2 separate regions of the Mus musculus genome follow, and region 1 is linked to region 2. Evidence: chromatin contacts called from public promoter capture Hi-C data. All regions are on one chromosome and are shown on one strand. The core of a region is the stretch at or near the end of the contact, and the rest is flanking DNA. Distances in the headings are between cores, read along the strand shown. Region 1 holds the start of Mospd1 (motile sperm domain containing 1). Region 2 holds the start of Wdr45 (WD repeat domain 45).

Region 1 (3,687 bases), core at 978-3,477, about 46 Mb after region 2:
AGAACATTTAAGAAATAAATCGCTTAATATATTTATTGTAAGTAAAGATTCTCCAGACAGTTAAGGGGTGACAAGACAGCCTTTACAATATCACTCATTATCTTCTTTGCTTTTAGGGAAGATTAAAATGTTCTCAATTTTCTATCTTAAACCCTCTCTTTTTGCTTTTGTGTGTGCATACATGTCATGTGCTTATATATGTATGTATGTATGTAGCTCTGGCTGTCCTGGAACTCACATGCAGAACTCCAGAGACTATCCATCTTATCTTGAACCATTTTTTTAAAGGTTGGAGGAGGGTAGCAATATTTTGAGACATCTCACTATGTAGACCTGGCTAGCCTAGAACTCACAGAAATTCACCTTCCTACTTCTGCCACCTGAGTACTGGAATTAAAGGGCTATGCCAATACATTCAGCCCAGTGAGTGTCTTTATTAGGCTTAAGGAAGGAATGGGATGGCTTTTGTAGTTTGTTTTATGTTTTCAGATGGTGAATTTGCATGTAAATCCTCTATGAGAAAAAATATAAAATATCTGAGACTAAACATGCCTTTGCCTATTAGTACTCTACTATAGAATATTGCACATTACACTCAAGTGTGTACTACATGTAAAGGGGGTCTACCAAAACCCCCTTTAAATTTGAAAAATTCGAAAATTTCAAGTGTCCTGGCACGGCAGGAAACCTCTATTGCACTGTGAGTTCTACATATCCCTCAAAAACCAGTTTAATCTCACATCCTGTTTGAGAATACGGACTGAAAAATTTTAAAGACACATTTGGCCATGTTTCCTGTTCTCCAAACTTACCACCGATCTATACCAAATATATGAAATATACGTGTAATTGAAAAGCTGGCTGTCTACTCCTTACTCAATTTCCTGACTGTAGTATTTTATACACAAAGAGCTTTCCTAATACTTACAGGAAGTGTGGACAAGATTTTCGTCACTAAGAATGTATTAAATCCCATGTGTGCCTTTCCCGAAAAGAGTAGACTTTCTCCTGTCTGGAATTCACATTAAAAACAAAAAGTGTTCCAATAGAACAGGACTGCCTTTTAGGCAAAATTTAGGAACTTGAACTTTTTTTCAGGGTTACTTTCTCTTAAAATGTCCTTAAAGGACAAAATACTAGGACCCTTTGCACTTCTTACTTGCCCTGTGGCTTTCCCAAGTGAACTTTCCTTCCATTCTACTAGCACAGCAATGCTACTTCAGTGAGAGAAAGACAAATGTCAGTTACTTTCCCCAGAGGGAAACAGCAGAAGATTAAGGGCTGAGGTCTAGGGAGGGGCTAAAACCTTCCTGCCTAAGACCAGCCCCACCTGCTTGGGGCCCAGCCTTTACAGCCCTATCTCCACACTACCCGGCTCCATGTGAAACTGGTCATGTGAGCCTGTTTACAGCTGAGCAGCTGGTGCAACCATCAGGATCTGTGCAGAGGTCCAGGGAGGGGTAAGGATACAGGCCACTTACCTCCTTTCTCCCCTATGTAATTCCAAGAAGATACTTGCTTCGACCACCAACCACCCTCCCTCCCAGTCTCTCTACTTTCCTTCATGCCCCTTCAGGCAAAGCCATCCTGGGACGCCTGGCTCCGGTCGCCCCCCGCCCCGTTTCCGTCCAGTTGCTCGCGGGGGGGAACGGCTGAACTGCAGGAAGGGCGAGGACAGGGTCATCCCAAACTAGGTAGTCGACTGACTTCCCTCCCACAGCCCTCCAGGCAATGTCCGCCAAAGAGTTGTCCCTAGAGCTGCATCCCCAAGGCAACTGAACTCTTGTCGGGCAGGCAGCGGGAGGTTTCGGAGGCTGCCTTCGTCTAGGCAGGGGTAGCTACACAACTCTGCTGGCCCTGGAGACCCTGCAGAAGGGCCACCAACAGTCCAAGAACGGTGGACCCGCTGCCCGGTCCCCGCCACCCACCTTAGCCCGGCACTGAACAGCCCTGCTGTCAGTCACAGAGCCAAGCTCTGGCTACGGGTACTGGCATTGTCTACACCGGAGGGGGAGGTCTCAGCCATGTAAGTTCCATGTCTTCCCCGCAAGTCAGAGAAAGTGGGTGACGGGACATTGAGGGACTCTCACCTCAGCAACACTGGCTCCTCGGAAAGCAGCTGCGACTGCTCCCTGCTCCTTTGTCAGAGTCTCCAGACTGCACTGCCTGCTGGGATATGGGAGGACTCGACTGCCACCTCTCCCCGCCCAGGAGGATGAGTCGCAACTGGGGGGTGGGTGAGAAGAGGAAGGAAAGGCGGGCCCGGGGCGGGGTCTAGCCGGGGGCGGGGCTTCTGTGTTGCCACCTGGCTTCTGGGGTTTCTTCCTTCTCTATGCTTCAAACTACTTCCTTTGTCCTCTGGCCGCCCCTCCTTTTCCTCCGCCCCCCTCACCCGCCCCCAGAGGATTAGAGGCTTTCTCTGAGTGCAATCTCTTTGCACTCATTTGGTGGTGACCTTTGACGTCTGCCTCATTCACTCCTCTCCCCAACTCAGAATGCATTCCATACAATGAATACCCAAGGCTTGTGACTCTTCCTCTGAGACTCTGTATTAAGCACTAGCTCTCTTTCTCCACTCTATCATCGGCGCAAAGCAGACTGTTCAGGATTTGTTCATGCTGCTACAGTAGCTTCCTATTTGGATTCATTCTTTCTACTGTTACTTTGTCTAAACTATTGCCCAGACAGCAATCCAGTTGGCTCAGTCTAAGGTATAGGTGACCCTGCTGTTCTACTTAAAGCTTTTCAAGCCTGGCATGGTAGAACAAGACTATAATCCCAGTATTCAAAGGCTGAGGCAGGAGGATCCTGAGTTAAGACAAATTTGAGTTACAAAATAACAATTGACTTTTAAAGGGGAAATCTCTATTCTCAGGTCTGTACTCTATTCTTAGAGTCTTTCAGGCAGGTATGCTGCTACAGGGCTTTAATCCTAGCACTTAGAAGGGGAAGCAGTAGATCTTTGAGACTGAGGCCAGCCTGCTTATATATGAGACCCCATCTCAACACCAAGCAAACAACAAATGAGAGAGAAAAGACTTTTCGGCTAGGAACAATGGACAACTGTTAAGTCAAGCACCAAAGGGGCAAAGTCCCAAAGACCCCAAGGACTTCATATCTCAGCAGCCTGGCCTACCTAGCAAGACCCAGTGTGCTGGACACAAGACAGCCAGGATAGAGAAACCCTGTCTCAAAAAAGAAAAGTAAATGAAATGGAAAACACTTCAAAATTCAAACTTAATTATGTTCAAAAAGGAACAATACGGTCCAAGGGTACCCTCTGCACAAGTATAAGACCCAAAACCTTCCTCATTACTCTTAATCAATGGGTCTATAACAGTAGATATCACTTGGGCCCTAGGCTCTGAGACCTTTACTCACAGACTTTGTGCAATGCTCTTATCTGTCTTTTGAACACCTATCTTTCAGGATCCAGGGGAAATGTCACTTTCCCAACTAACCTTTCAGAATCTTCCATAAGAACGACATGTCTTATTTGTTTGTCTGAAACGTGGCCTGACTATAGCGCTAGCTGGTCTGACACACGTTATGGAGGCCAAGATGGTTCTAACTTGCAGTGATCCTCCTATCATGCTGGGATTACAGGCATGTACCACTAAATCCACCAGACGCTTTCATAAAAACTGTTGACCCCTATTCTACTAGCAAAGAACACTGCTAATTCTG
Region 2 (3,638 bases), core at 406-2,905:
GACCTCCTTTTTCCTATATGCAACGCCTGTCTGGCTTTCTCCTTGGTCCATTTCCCCTGCTCCTCCCTCCTCTATCTCTTGTCTTTGTCTCTTATTCCCTGCCCTCTGCCCCTCTGGGATAAATAAATCTTTTTTGCTGAGAACTTGGTCTTGGGTCCTGAGCTGATACTTCTCCTTTCATTAATAAAGCCTTCACCTCAATGAACAAAATACAAGGGTGACTGAGAATGGTTCCCAATGTCAACACTGGGCCCCCACATGTATACATACTCATGCATGTGTGCCTACACACACATGCAAAATGATACATACACACACATGCACCACATGTATACACACACACAGAGAAATGGAAACAGTCAAAGAAAGGGAGTGTTGGCTGTGATTATTGTTTAACACATTTGATAGGTAAGGAAGCCAGGGCTCAGTGGGATTCAGCAACTTGCCTGTGGATGCACAGCTAAAGAATGGTACAGTAGCCGGGAGGAGGGAATCTTCTAAGGATATGGGATATAGAATAGAATCATATAAAGGGATAACAGGGGAAACTACAACAGAAGGATTAAGTATGGAGGTCAGTATAGAGGAGGGACTATAGAAAGGAAGGGGTGATTAAGACTAAAGGTCTTTAGGCCAGGCTGTGGTGGCGCACACCTTTAATCCCAGCACTTGGGAGGCTGAGGCAGGTGGATTTCTGAGTTTGAGGCCAGCCTGGTCTACAGAGTGAGTTCCAGGACAGCCAGGGCTATACAGAGAAACCCTGTCTCGAAAAAAATAAAAAAAAACATAAAAATTAAAATAAGTAAAGACAGAAGCAGAGTGTTAACTATTATGGCTCTGATTATGGTAAATGCAAGGTAGTTCCCCATTCTTCTTTCCCTTTTATTGACTTTTTTTTGTAACTCAGGATGGCACAAACCCTCCGATCCTGTTTCAACAGCCAGTACTAACTCGTTTATTATTTCTCACAACTGTCGTGCATATTGCACTTATCTCAACACTCTAATATTTCCAGTGTGCAATTTGGGGCCTTTTGTGTTTCCATGTAAGCATTCTCTGTTTGTAGCTTTTGTTAAAAAAGACAGGACCTCATGTAGCCCAAGACAACCTCGACTGTCCCTCGCCAACTACTAGCACTACAGGTGTGTGAGCAATCACGCCCGGAGCACTCACATTTTACGGTAACAAAGGATCTTTTTGTAAAGAGCTAGGAATAGGGTGGGGAAAAGAAAGTAAAATTCCACTCTTATCTTTCCCCTACTCAAGCTGATCTCAACTTTCAAGATCTTTTATTCCAGCCAGGAGCACCCAGAGCCACAAGGTAAACAAACATTGATAGCCACTCTAGCCCAACTCGGAGAACTCGTTAGCCTGGGAGGTTTGCCCCTCTATCTCTCCGTGAGTTAACGAGTTCAATGCTTGGCCCGCTTCCGTTTGGGGGTGGGGGCAAGCCCTTTCCCGGGTTCCCTTAGACAGTCCTGCCTTTGGGCAGTCTTTTGTGCCTCCAGTCCCCTAATCCGCCCTCATTCTTTTTCCGGAACTTCCCTCGGAGGACTCTACTACTGCTCGGGATGCTCCACAGGTCCGCCAAGTGGGTGAGAAGAGCCCTGGCTGGAGTCTCTGCCCAGAATGAGTCACTTCCGTTCACAGACTCCCTCCTCCGGAAGTAAGACCTGATGTAAACAGCAGAGCTGGGCACCAAAGCCCGGGAGGTCAGAAATTTGTGCCGCAGGCGGCACCAACGGCTAGGGCAGGGGTCGGGGAGGGGTGATCAAGTCGGCAGAGGTGACGCGCATCTGGAGCAAGATCCAAGGGTTGGTCACGGTCATGGGTTGGGTGTTTCTACTAGAGGTCTTGACAGGTGATGGATGGCTGGGGATATGGGGGCTTGAGTCGGTGCTGTCTTGGAAAGGATCATGGCTTTTGGGAGAGGGTGAGGCGTTTCAATTAGGGTTCTTCGTTAGTGTGGGCATTTGGAGCATAGATTTAAAAAGGGCTCTTGGAAGCTAGTGCTCTCCAGAGTATGGCTCATGTAGAAGCAAGACCCAAGTTTTACGCGAGAAAAGTAGATTTGCGATCTTAGCTGATAGGTGTGCCTGAAGAGAGGTCTTGGAAGAGATGGGATTTGAAAAAAGGACGAGGTTTTTAGGGCAGGAATGTTTAGGGGAGGGAGTCAGAGCAGCAGCAGCAGCAGCATTGGTAGGTTGAGGTTTTCCTAGGCAGGATATGGGTTTTTTTTTTGGGAGGGGGTGGGGCTAGCGTGCCCTAGGGCAGAACCTTCAAGAGATAGCATGGAGACAAAAGGGACAAATTTTAGGGGGAGGGGACTCATGAGTAACATTGTGTAAGCTTAGGGGTCGTGGGTAGACAGTATAGGGAATGGAATGTGTCACATGTGAAGAATTTGGAATGTCAGAGTAATGCCTCGGGTGTGGGGTAGGGTGTGGATTGGTCTTTAGGACTTAAGTAGAGGGAGTGGAGGGGGTTCTCAGGCTTGCCTTTGCCTTGAGAGTTGGTCATATGAGAGAAGGGTTTGGGGAAAGTATGCTGCATGGGAGGATGTAAATGAGATACCCTGGAGGCGAATAAGCCTCCAGGTAAAGTTAGAAGGGCTTGAGGAGGGCAGTTCTGTGGGTGATGGGCCATTCACGGCAGTGAAGATGCAGGAAACCTTAGCTTTTTTTTTTTTTTTTTGTTTTTTTTTTTTTTTTTTTTGAAACCTTAGCTTTTGTTCCACTATTTATTGACAGGTGGAGTTGGGTGCCGGTGTGCAGATGAATAGCTTGTAGAGAGGTTTGAGGTCATATCAAACATTAGAGCTAAGAATGGCTGGGAGGGGGGAGGAGGTACCATGGGATATTCCCTACCCCATTACCCCATGCTTGGTGTTTGTGCCTGTTATGAGGCTTTTTGTCATTATGGGCCGGGATACGTTCTGCCTGTGGTCTTGGTTTAAACAGATACTCTGAGGTATCCTCCACTTGTTTTTGTTTTTTACAGTCTGGCAAAGAAAAGTATCAAAATGGGGAGGAAGCCAGGCGTGGTGGCATACGCCTATAATCCCATCCCTCAGGAAGTGGAGGCTGGAGGACTGCTGGGAATTGAAGGCCAGCCTGTGCTACATAGGGAGTACCAGGACAGCCAGGGATACATAGCAAGACCCTATCTCAAAACAAAATAGACCAAGTGGTGAGGAAGAAGAAATGATTTGGGGGACAGAAGTTGTAGGACTTCAGAGAGGACACTGGGGAACTCTTCACAATGCTGTCTTTTCTTGCGCCTAGGAAGGCCGTCCTGAATCATGACTCAGCAGCCACTTCGAGGTGTGACCAGCCTACATTTCAACCAAGACCAAAGTAAGCTTATGATTGTGTCTTTGTGGGAAAGAAGGAAAAGAAGGGCCAGGGATGACTCTGAGCCCCAGAATACGGGAGTCCGACTGATTCCTTCCATCCCCAGGCTGCTTTTGCTGCGCCATGGAGACAGGCGTCCGGATCTACAATGTGGAGCCACTTATGGAGAAGGGGCATCTTGGTGAGTGGCTGTAGCGGTGGGGCAGTGGGCAGAAGGGCTGATGTGTGCATTGGCATGGACCTCTCCTGACACCCTATTCCCTGTCCAGACCACGAGCAGGTAGG

What was found. Promoter capture Hi-C pulls out the DNA fragments that hold promoters and counts their contacts.
Region 1: a promoter capture Hi-C map of the HPC-7 cell line shows a contact between it and region 2. The contact joins the promoter of Mospd1 here to the promoter of Wdr45 in region 2. A contact is called at or near these places in 3 of 39 promoter capture datasets (the HPC-7 cell line, cranial neural crest and pre-B cells).

The regions. Positions count from the first base shown.
Region 1 is chrX:53,368,332-53,372,018 of GRCm38.p6, forward strand. It overlaps Mospd1 (motile sperm domain containing 1), which reads right to left and starts at 2,228. Exons shown (of 6, transcript NM_001290514.1): 1 at 2,091-2,228.
Region 2 is chrX:7,720,565-7,724,202 of GRCm38.p6, forward strand. Wdr45 (WD repeat domain 45) reads left to right here and starts at 1,656. Exons shown (of 11, transcript NM_001290792.1): 1 at 1,656-1,814; 2 at 3,285-3,356; 3 at 3,460-3,534; 4 at 3,623-3,638. The coding sequence starts at 3,302.